2 separate regions of the Gossypium hirsutum genome follow, and region 2 is linked to region 1. The links are chromatin contacts, called in public Hi-C maps. All regions are on one chromosome and are shown on one strand. Each heading gives the region's core, a stretch centred on a gene start, on an enhancer-like site or on the middle of the called end of the contact. The rest is flanking DNA. Distances are from core to core; before and after follow the strand shown. Region 1 holds the start of LOC107952043 (protein DOWNSTREAM OF FLC). Region 2 holds the start of LOC107952046 (probable enoyl-CoA hydratase 1, peroxisomal).

Region 1 (5,598 bases), core at 2,186-4,685:
GTTTCATTTCAAAATCATCATCAAAATTAGAAATTGAGCCATGGGCTTGATAGTATGCGAAGCAACAATTACAAAAACATAAAAATTATCAAAAACCGAAGCAAAAACATACCTAAATCAAAGCTTGCAAGTGCCGAACCCTATCAAAGCTTTTCTCTTTTCTTTTATTTTTATTTTCGGCAATGAAGAACACCAAATGAGTTATTTTCATGTTTTGTTTTATTTTAATTACTATAATAAACATTTTACAATTTTATCCATGAATTATAACACTAACAAATTATGCATATCAAGGTCATATATGTCCATTAACCATGTAAATGGTATAATAACCACATAAGGACCTCTCAAATAATAAGCCAAATCAAATAGGCACTTTTAACAAACAACAGGAAACTTTTATATTTTATGCGATTAGGTCTTTTTTCAAAATTAAGCACACAAACATTCAAATTTTCATACGAGACTTTCACACATTCTCATTAACATATCATAAACACGAAAAATAATATTTAAAATATTTTTTTGACTCGAATTTGTGGTTCTGAAATCACTATTTCGACTAGGGTCAAAACCGGATTGTTACACATCAACTATGTTACCGTATATATCTGTGTGTCTAATTTAATTATTAATTAAAATTAGCATCATTACAGGTAAGGTAAAAACCAACATTTGTCCGACTATTAACTATGAAAATGGTTGAATTATTGATTCAGTCCCTAATAGATTATCATGTTACTACAAGCGAAAGAAATCCATAATGGTTAAGTTTTACCACCTATACTATTTTATCCCTATACTAAAATAGATTAGTCCATCAATCAAATTAACAAAGCAGAATTTCACATAATACTATAATAGACTAAAAGATATTAAATATTAAAACTTATTGACTCAATCATTAGTAAACGGGAACCACCATTTTCGGTACAGTTGAAAACGTGCTGTTACAAATACCTTTTTCAGTATTGAAACGAAATTGGCATTCAGACTTTTAAAGTATTTATCAAGTATCAATACAGTATTGATACCTTTTATTTGGTATCGATAAATTTCCCTTGATATTGATGTCGATAGCTCCAACGATCACTAAATTGGGCATTAAATGCTAATAGTATCAATACCTATAAAAAAAGTATCGATTCCTATAGTTGCAAGTGACATTAATGCACAGATTATTTCATCCCTAACGGTTCTATTCAATTTCTCAACAACCACAACAGTTGGAAATCATTTAAAGGGTATAAATACCAGCTTCCAAAAGGTCTACAACAATAAGAGAGATTGTCCAAGCTCAAATTTCAATTAAACAACCTTTGTGCTTAAATTTTCATACTTTTCTTATACACACTTATAAGTTTTCATTGTTATTCATTTAGCCTAAGTGTTTTCTTTTTTCATTTGTGCTCAATTGGCAAACAATTCAATCTTGTAAGGATTAATTCTTAGTTTGCTTATTTGTTTCACTCTTTAAGAGGTTATATCTTAAGGTTTGGGTAAAAACTTTAAGGGAGTTGTAAGGTTAAACCTTGCCCTCAAAAGTTAATCAAATTAATGAATTTGAGAAAATCCTTAGCAGTGGAAAGCTAAGGTAGTGGAATAGGCAATTAGGGTCGAACCACTCTAAATCGTTATGTTCAATTGTTCTAATTTTTTTTTCTTTCAAGCTTCCACAATTTTTTAGAAGCCAATTTACCTCCCTCTTGGCGATTTTGGATTGATTAATTGAGCTAACATTTTCTTTTAATTTAACTTTTATACATAGTTTAACTTTTAATTAAACATAATTAATTAATTAAATCTTAATTAATTAGGATTTAATCACAATTAGCAAAGTTAGTGGATTCTAGCTATCCGCCACCACTATTTGGAGTAATTTGAAGGGTCCATTTGTTCAAGTGGTCCTTGGATTAATTAGAAAGAAATTAACTTTGATCACTTTTACAAATTAGTCATTGTATCTTAATTAATTATCCATTTAACAAAATTAAGGGACCAAAATTCAGTTAACCTTTATTCTAACCTCGTAAATATTAAATAACAATATTTACAAGCTCGAACATCAGAAATGGGTTCCAAAATAACCGTTTTTCAACACCACTGAAAAACATACTATTACATAATACCTTCATCTATGATTGTAAGTATTGACATAGGGGTCATATCTCCATTGTGGCCAATCGAGAAATCCTACAATTGTATTGGCATTTTTGTTTGCATCTTTAAGAAGTATAGGGCATGAATCAATTTGGTGGCCATAAATAGCGCATATACCACATGCTGTAACATGTTGACTATTTCCTAAAACTAATTGTTCAACGAGTGAAATTAGCTTATCAAGATGACTTTCAATAGAAGATGAATTTACCTCATTCGCTCTACTTGGAATTATCGTTTGAATCCTCCAACTATATTAAGATGTTCTTTTGTATCTGCAAGAAGTATAAGACATGTATATGTTTTGTGGTCATAATTCAATACAACAAATTTGCTCATTAGTGGCATTTAAAAATTGTCGTTGAAAATTACATTTATGTCATTATTTGCATTTGGTGATGCAAATTTGTCATCATGGCATTCGTCACGTTAAGTGTGTCATTAAAGGTTAAAAGAGACGTATTTTTATTCATAACATATTATTAAGAATATGATGACAACAAAATATAATGTCATAATATAATTCGTATACGGTGATAACTAGTTGAGTCACGTAATGATATAAGATTTTGTATTTGATCATTTTTATTGTCACCAATAATAAAATAATGTGCAATGTATAGGTGATTAAAGCGATATCCAAGAGAATTAATGATGTATTATATCGTCACTTAATATAATAAAATAATAAAATTTATAAACACCAAATTTCATTGGGATCAAAATTAATATTTTATGATAAATATATTTGAATTAATACTAAACTAAACATTTCAATTTGGTATTGAAAAATTTTCAAATTCAATTTAATTTCGAATTAAATGTTAATTTGAAACATTGAGAAGTTGGGTTTCTTTTTAATTTTCAGCTGCAATTGAAATTGAAGCCTAGGAATATTGAATTTTAAACTTATTTGGGTCTTATTTTCTAATGTTTTGAGACATTTTCCATTTACTTTTTATTTAGGTTTTCATAAATATATATTTAATAAAAAAATTCAGAAAATTACAAAAATTTAAAAATATTTTTCATATCCTCCGTAACACATTTCAATCAAATTAGTGAATTCTCCATCTATAATTAGTGAAGTCTTTATTTAAGCATGTTGAAACAAGTTTATTACGAAAAGGTTTAGTTATTATATGATGAAATTGAAAAACTGAAATCTTGAGTGACCTCTTTCTCTATTTTTCTTTATTTAATTAATAAAAAATCTCACATAATTGGTACCGTTAATTATAGGATTCATGTGATGCGGCACCGTTCCCGCTTTGCTTGCTCTGCCAACCTTCTCAAACAGCCCCCCATGTGACCACCGACAACTGCCAGCTGCAATCAATTAGGACCCGTGTTCTATCCTCTACGCTCCATATCTCCACTCTGCCCTTCAACTTGCCACTAATAAATCGCCACGTCATCAAACTCATCACTCCCATTTGCCAAAACACCCTTGTTTTCCATCAAAATTACCAAATCAACACCACCGTTTTGACGTGGCATCCCAAACCAGCAGCTCATACAGCTTATCCACCACACACGAATATACTCCTCAACGCGGCTAAGCCAGTTTTCATTATTATTCTTATTCAATTTTCACTTTTATTTAATTTCCTTATCTTACCCCCACTTTATCATCATCACTGTCTCTTTAGCCTTTACCCTTTGTTTCTTTGATTTGTTTCTAAGGATTTAATCTCTAAACCTTCTTCCCATTTCTTCATTACATTGTTCAAGAACAAACAAAAAAAAAAAGAAGCAAAAAAACATGGCCAAAGTTCTGTTGTTCATTGCTCTATGTGTGCTTCCAGCTTTGGTTAGTGCTACACGCATTCTGAATAACCAATTGGTGGTTGAAGGCTATGTGTACTGTGATACTTGCCGTGCTGGTTTTGAAACCCCTAAGACTAGAAGGCTAGCTGGTAAATTCCATTTCTAACATACTTTAATCTTAATCTACGTTTTGCTATGTTGGCTTTTGTGTATATGTTGGTGACATTGTTAGATCTGGTGTTCTAGGTTTTAAAGTGGTAGATCTGTGAAGTAGTTTGTAGGTTTTGATGTTACATTGAGTGACAGTGAATGAAAGGGTGTGTAAACATAAAATAATGGGAACAACCATGACATGTTGGACTGGATCAGTAGGCGGTTCAAAGATGCAAATTTTAATAGAAAGGGGGAAAATTTAAGGTTTAAGATGATAATTTTGCTCATAGATTTATAAACCCAAAAATGTTGGTTCTTGGACATGGAACAGGATGTTGTGTATTGTTTAATGGCTGTGTTGCCTGGATCCTTCTTTCCCCTTGTCTGATCTATGTGATGTTTAATATTGGTAAATTTGTCGTATTTGGTTCTGAATCTTGGTATACTGATATCATGTGCTTTGTAGATGCCATGGTTAAGCTGGTATGCTCCGACAGGAAGACCGGCGGAGTTGTTTTCGAGAAGGAGGGATATACCGACAAAACCGGAAAATACCAGATTCGTGTATCCGAGGATCACTTGGATCAGATCTGTGATGCAGTTCTTGTGAAGAGCCCCCAGCTTGGATGTGCCACAATGTCCCCCGGTCGTGAACGTGCCCGTGTTATCTTGACCAACTCCAATGGCATTTCATCCACCACCCGTTATGCCAATAGCATGGGCTTCATGGTTGACAAGGCTGAAGTTGGCTGTGCTGAGATGATGAAGATGTATCGGGAGGATGAGGAGGATGTCTAGTGTGTGGGTTTGGATTTATTTGCATATGAAATGTGATGTTGTCTGCTATTTGTTATGTGAATTGCTTCGTTATTTCTACGTTAGAGGACTTCTATAACTTATTTTTCTTTCAAATTCTATTGCCAATTATATAAACCTAAGCTATGGCTTCTATCATTTAACAACTTGAATCTCTGATTGTTTGTCTTCAATGCTCAATAAATAAGACCCTTCTTCAATCACCATCGAACCATCTTTCTTGGCTGAGCTAAGATGCTCACATGGCCTCAACTCAAATTCAACTTCAGCTCTTTCCCCTGCGTTCAGGTTAACACTCTGGAATGCAACTAATTGTTTTACTGGCCTCCCATTGACCATCTTTGGTTGCCTCACAAATAGCAACATTGGATGCTTACCGGCCATCTCGCCATGGTTTTTAACTCGAACCTTGACTGTGTACTTCATTTTTTCACAAGCTTCGGCTCCCATCTCTGAAACAGGCATGTACCTGTTAGGATTTGAGCTCTAAACCATTATATGGACCTTGTTTTGTGTTACAGGGAGAATTTCGTAAGTATAGTTCGAGTAGCTAAGACCATAACCAAATTCAAAAGCCTTCGGTCCTTGGTAAAATCTGTAGGTGCGTCCGGGATAGCTGGACGAAGGTTCAGGTCGCATTCTCATGTCCGTCATTGGCACGTTAACGTAACTTTGTGGATACCAAGTAACTGGTAACCT
Region 2 (5,598 bases), core at 1,351-3,850, 370 kb after region 1:
ATGGTTTCTTGGAACCCCGCCTAGCTATGAACTCTTGCATCTTCTTAAACTGCTCCGGTGTCATTCCATCGTAGTATTTATGACCCCTCTCCTATAAAAAGAACATGAATTTAAATTGGGAAAATCAGCAAAAAAATCTTAACCCTTCAAACAAGCTCAAGTTGCAAGGACAGAATGCTTAAGAGATGAGTAAACAGAAGCAATGGTAGAACATGGATTCTTTGGAGGAATCATGTATTATCAGCATATAAGGAAGAAATGAGGTGATTGATAGAAGGGAACTATGGAATCATCTGTTATCTCTACATAGGAAACTTTTTTATCAAACCCCTAGCATTACACTTGGTGATTTTCATTGAGATATTTAGGATTGCCCTTACTGAGGAGGAGGCAACTGACTGGGAATGGTTCCTACTAATAGAGAAGATCGCTACACAAATCAACTATTGGATTACAAAGTTCCTATCTTATGCAGGGAAAACTTTAACTCGTTCAGGTAGCGATGTTAAATATCCAGAACAACTGGTACAGTTAATTTTCCTTCTTCCTGGAAGTGTCTAGGACATAATTAATCAACTATCCTCTCGGTTCTACTGAATAAGTAGGGTAAATCAGCCAAGGAGCAAGGTTACGAATTTGCAAAACTAGCTCTGAAAGACGATTTGATTTAAACAACTTATGTTTGGTTTCTATTGTCCCCAGTCGGTTCTCTTTTGGATTACTTGGATTAATAATGCTCATGTGCTCAATGCAAATCAAAACAGCAGCAGAACAGCAGACAAATATTGCAAGTGAGGCTGATAGCTCTTCAGCTTACTAGGCAGCAAGGTTAATCTCGAATTTCTCTGATGTCAAATACTCAGGGTCCTCTCCATATCCCAAAGCCTGCAATGATTTATTAGATGGCTACACTTATTAGGCTGTCAACCTAGGATCATTCACTGTCCTGGAGGATAACACCATACTGTGCGTGTGTTCTGTCAGCCAGAGCAAGAATTTGAAAACTACTTGTTCTTCAAATTGTGCTCTCTAAGAAAGTCTCAAAGGATATTCTATGTCAATGCCAACTCAAAAAAAGCTATACCAGGCTGGGAGGAAGAACAGAGATGGGCAGTAAGATACTTAAGCAGCGAATCCTCGATCAGAATTGTATTGAGTATTGCTAGGACCTTCATCTACCAGATTTGAAGGGAGATAAACAACAGATTATATGGAACTTTTCAGCAGATTACCAAACATACCATCAACCGTGCGAAGACAACCGTTAGCAGGCTAAGAAACCATGTAAAGACACATGGAATACAATCTTTTTCACTTTCTTTTATTCTTGTATTGCATAGCTTTGATTACTTTCTTTTCATTATGTAGCAGCAATTTCCAAGTTCTTTTAGATAAATAAAACCATGCTTATCCAAGAAAAGATATACATAAGCGTAATGAATACCTTTTCCATGGCGAGACCCTCACGAAGATCCAATTTGTACCCATCATTGATCACAGACTTGTACCTGAGAACCAAGTCTTGACTGTTCTTCATAATTGCTCCTGCAAGTTGTCGAGCTTTATTCAGCACTTCATTTTGGTCAACAACATAATTGACAAACCCCAATTTCTCAGCTTCCTCTGCTGACAAAGGCATGGCTGCCAACGACACTTCGCGAGCCTTGTTTGGTCCTATAAAGCGTGCAAGCTTCTGGGATAAACCCCATGAAGGAAATATACCAAATCTACAATCAATTTTTCAAAACACTAAATCAACAAATGATAAAATCAAAGCCTTCGACTTGTTTATCTTCGGCAATTGTTACCTGGCGTGAGTATCAACGAAAGCGGCTCCCTTAGCAGCGACCAGCATATCACAAGCGAGGGCGATCTCGAAGCCGGCAGTAATAGCAAGGCCGTTGATAGCTCCGATGATTGGTTTGGGGCATTGCTCCATCTGAACAACCGGATCCGTCTCCGGGTCCTTAACGTCACCCTTGAAAACATCTTGTGCAGCCGTCAAATCCACGCCTGAACAGAAAGCCCGTCCAGCTCCAGACAAGATGATGACCCGCACCGAGTTGTCCTTCGCAAGAGCCTTGAAAGCCTTGGCCAAGTCCACCATCATGGGCCGGGTCAAGGAGTTGAGAGATTTGGGTCGATTGATGGTAACAGTAGCGATCCCATCAGGTTCACGGGTCACAATGATCAGCTTCTCAGAGGAGGAACCCTCCATTTTTACAGGAAAAGGAAAGAAAGGGAAAGATCCAAAAGAGGAGATGAATAAATTTTATTGCAATTTTGGAAATGGTTACATAAAATAAATATTTTCAACATGGATCTGGTTTTTGGTAGTTGTGTTTCGTCATCATCATTGATTGCGTGTAGATAATGCCTTGCATTACGTGTCTGATAACGGCAACATGGAGATGGAGATGGGAAGCGGATAAGAACATAAGAAAACAAAAAAATCCCACTCCCTACGTGTCTGATCTGGTTTTTTGGTAATTGTGTTTCGTCATAATATTTTATTTCATTTAAGGGTAAACTGCAAACTCATCAAGATATAGCTTAAGAAAAATGCCACTCAATCGTAGATCTATAAGTGTCCCAACTCACTTGTCTAAGTCCGGAGATCTGAATATTATATTTTAAGCCCATTGCCCGCAAACTCAAACATGCATATCAAAGTCCAAGTAATAGGTCAGCCGAAAATGTAAAGAACTAACAGCCCAAAATGCATTTTTCTTTTTATTCTAATAAAACAAACCCTAAAATGCTTACAGTCTCAAATTTCCTTTCTGCCCTTCTTTCACTCCCACAAACAACTCAGTCTCGATTCTTGTTTCTTTTTGTTGAAAAGTCAACAAAGGTAAGAAGCAACTTGTTAAAAAGGTGAAGCAAGTTGCACCGAATGTTGAAAAGTTGAATGGGATAATTGCAATTTTGGTCCCTAATTTTTTAGGCCATTTGCAAGTTAGTCCCTGAATTTCAACTATAAATAGACCTTCTCATTTTTCATTTCAACTATCCCAACCAATCTTTCTCTCTTAGTTTTCTCTCTTCTCCCATTTGAGAATTCTTAAGGAATTGTATTTGTTTGTATTATTTTGGAGATAATAAAGTTATCATCTGGTGTTAGTGCCTGAGGACGTAGGTATAATTTACCGAACCTCGTTAAAACTCTTGTGTTTTTTCTTGTCCTATTTTTCTTTCAATATTTGAGGGTATAATAGCAGTATTTAATGTGCTATTAAATTACTATAGAATGAATATTCTAACTAAGGAAAGACTTGGTATTTAAGAGATCCATGTGATCCACCTCTCTTCCCTAGGAATTGAACTTTGTGTGATTTTTTAGTACAATAATTTACACGCTTCCGACCCTATTGGAACTACAAGTGGTATCAAGAGCCGAAGGTTAATCGTAGTATGCTCTGTGGTTGCAGTTTAAACTGATCTTCCACATAAAAAAAGATTTCCTTAGGTATATTGAAAGATTATGGAGAAAACGGTCGGTGTAGGAGCTTCAACATCGTCCATGTGGACAAGACCGACAATTGCAAATGCAAGATTGGCCGTGGAGATCTTTGATGGCACGGGCCATTTTGGTATGTGGCAAAGTGAGGTTCTAGATGCCCTTTTTCAGCAGGGTCTAGACATTACCATTGATGAAGAGAAACAAGATGATGTACAGGAGAAAGATTGGAATGCGATCAATCGGTTGGCATGTGGCACAATTTGATCATGCCTTTCTCGAGAGCAGAGGTATGCTTTTTCAAAGGAAACTTCTGCAAATAAGTTGTGGGTGGCACTTGAAGAAAATTTTTTGAAGAAAAACAGTCAAAATAAGCTCCACTTGAAGAAAAGACTATTTCGTTTCACTTACGTCCCAAGTACCACAATGAATGATCACATCACCAAATTTAATCAGTTAGTCACTGATTTGCTGAATATGGATGAGACATTCAAAGATGAAGATTTGGCTTTGATGGTGTTGGGGTCACTTCCTGAGGAGTTTGAGTTCCTAGAAACTACTCTACTTCATGGCAGGAGTGATATATCTCTGAGCGAAGTCTGTGCGGCCTTATACAGTTATGAACAGAGAAAGAAGGACAAACAGAAAAACTTAATCAGAGATACAGAAGCTTTAGTAGTCCGAGGTCGTTCATACACTCGGAAGAAAATTCAGAAAGGGAGATCAAAGTCAAAGTCCAGACTTGGGAAAGATGAATGTGCCTTTTGTCATGAGAAAGGCCATTGGAAGAAAAATTGTCCAAAGTTGAAGAATAAGGGAAAAGCTGTTGTAGATGCTTGTGTTGCAAAGTATGATACCAGTGACTCTGAACTATCACTGGTTGCATCATCATCGTCGTTCCATTCAGATGAGTGGATATTGGATTCGGGTTGTACCATCATATGTCCCCTAACCGGGAGTGGTTCTCTGATTTAGTAGAACTAAATGGAGGAGTTGTTTATATGGGCAATGACAATGCCTGTAAAACTGTTGGGATAGGTTCAATCCAATTAAATAATCAAGATGGATCAACCAGAGTTCTGACTGATGTTCGGTACGTGCCCAGTTTGAAGAAACATCTCATCTCATTGGGAGCCTTGGAATCCAATGGTTCAGTTGTTACTATGAGAGATGGGATTTTGAAAGTGACATCTAGCGCACTTGTGATATTGAAGGGCATCAGAAAAAATAACTTGTATTACTACCAAGGTAGTACAGTTATTGGAGTAGTCACCGCAGCTTTCGGTAACAAAGAATTGGACTCAATGCAGTTGTGGCATATGAAGTTGGGACATGCCAGCGAAAAATCCTTACAAATTCTAGCAAAGCAAGGATTGTTGAAAGGCAAAGGCTTGCAAATTAAAATTTTGCGAGCATTGTGTTCTGGGAAAGCAAAAGAGAGTGAAATTCGGCACTGCTATCCATAATACAAAAGGTATTTTGGAATATGTTCACTCAGATGTGTGGGGGCCTTCCAAGACACCTTCATTGGGAGGAAAACACTACTTTGTTACTTTTGTTGATGACTTTTCCAGAAGAGTTTGGGTGTATACCATGAGAACTAAGGGTGAAGTGCTTGGAGTTTTTCTTAAATGGAAAACTATGATCGAAAACCAGACTGGCAAGAAAATCAAGCGGCTTAGGACGGACAATGGAGGGGAATATAAAAGTGATCCGTTCTTCGATGTGTGCCAAGATTATGGTATTGTTCGACACTTCACAGTTAGGGATACACCACAGCAGAATGGAGTGGCAGAGCGTATGAATCGAACATTGCTGGAGAAAGTTCGATGTATGTTGTCCAATGCTGGGTTGGGCAAGCAATTTTGGGCTGAGGCTGTGACATACGCTGGCCATCTTGTTAATCGTTTGCCATCATCTGCATTAGAAAGAAAAACTCCTATGGAGGTATGGTCTGGAAAACCGGCTACAAATTATGATTCCTAACATGTGTTTGGATCCACTGCATATTACCATGTGAAGGAGTCAAAGTTAGATCCGAGGGCAAAGAAAGCTCTCTTTATGGGAATCACTTCTGGAGTGAAGGGATTTCGTCTTTGGTGCTTAAGCACAAAGAAAATGATCTGCAGCAGAGATGT

What was found. A called contact is a pair of places that touch in the nucleus more often than the background predicts.
Region 2: a contact with region 1 is called in a Hi-C map of leaf, with 5 times the contacts expected there. The contact joins the promoter of LOC107952046 here to the promoter of LOC107952043 in region 1. A contact is called at or near these places in 14 of 34 Hi-C or Micro-C datasets (callus, hypocotyl, leaf and 2 more).

The regions. Positions count from the first base shown.
Region 1 is chrA02:15,954,240-15,959,837 of Gossypium_hirsutum_v2.1, forward strand. LOC107952043 (protein DOWNSTREAM OF FLC) reads left to right here and starts at 3,436. Exons shown (of 2, transcript XM_016887284.2): 1 at 3,436-4,079; 2 at 4,550-5,037. The coding sequence starts at 3,926. The coding sequence ends at 4,881. It also overlaps the pseudogene LOC107952044.
Region 2 is chrA02:16,328,841-16,334,438 of Gossypium_hirsutum_v2.1, forward strand. LOC107952046 (probable enoyl-CoA hydratase 1, peroxisomal) reads right to left here and starts at 2,601. Exons shown (of 3, transcript XM_016887285.2): 1 at 1,809-2,601; 2 at 1,445-1,727; 3 at 1-91. The coding sequence starts at 2,218.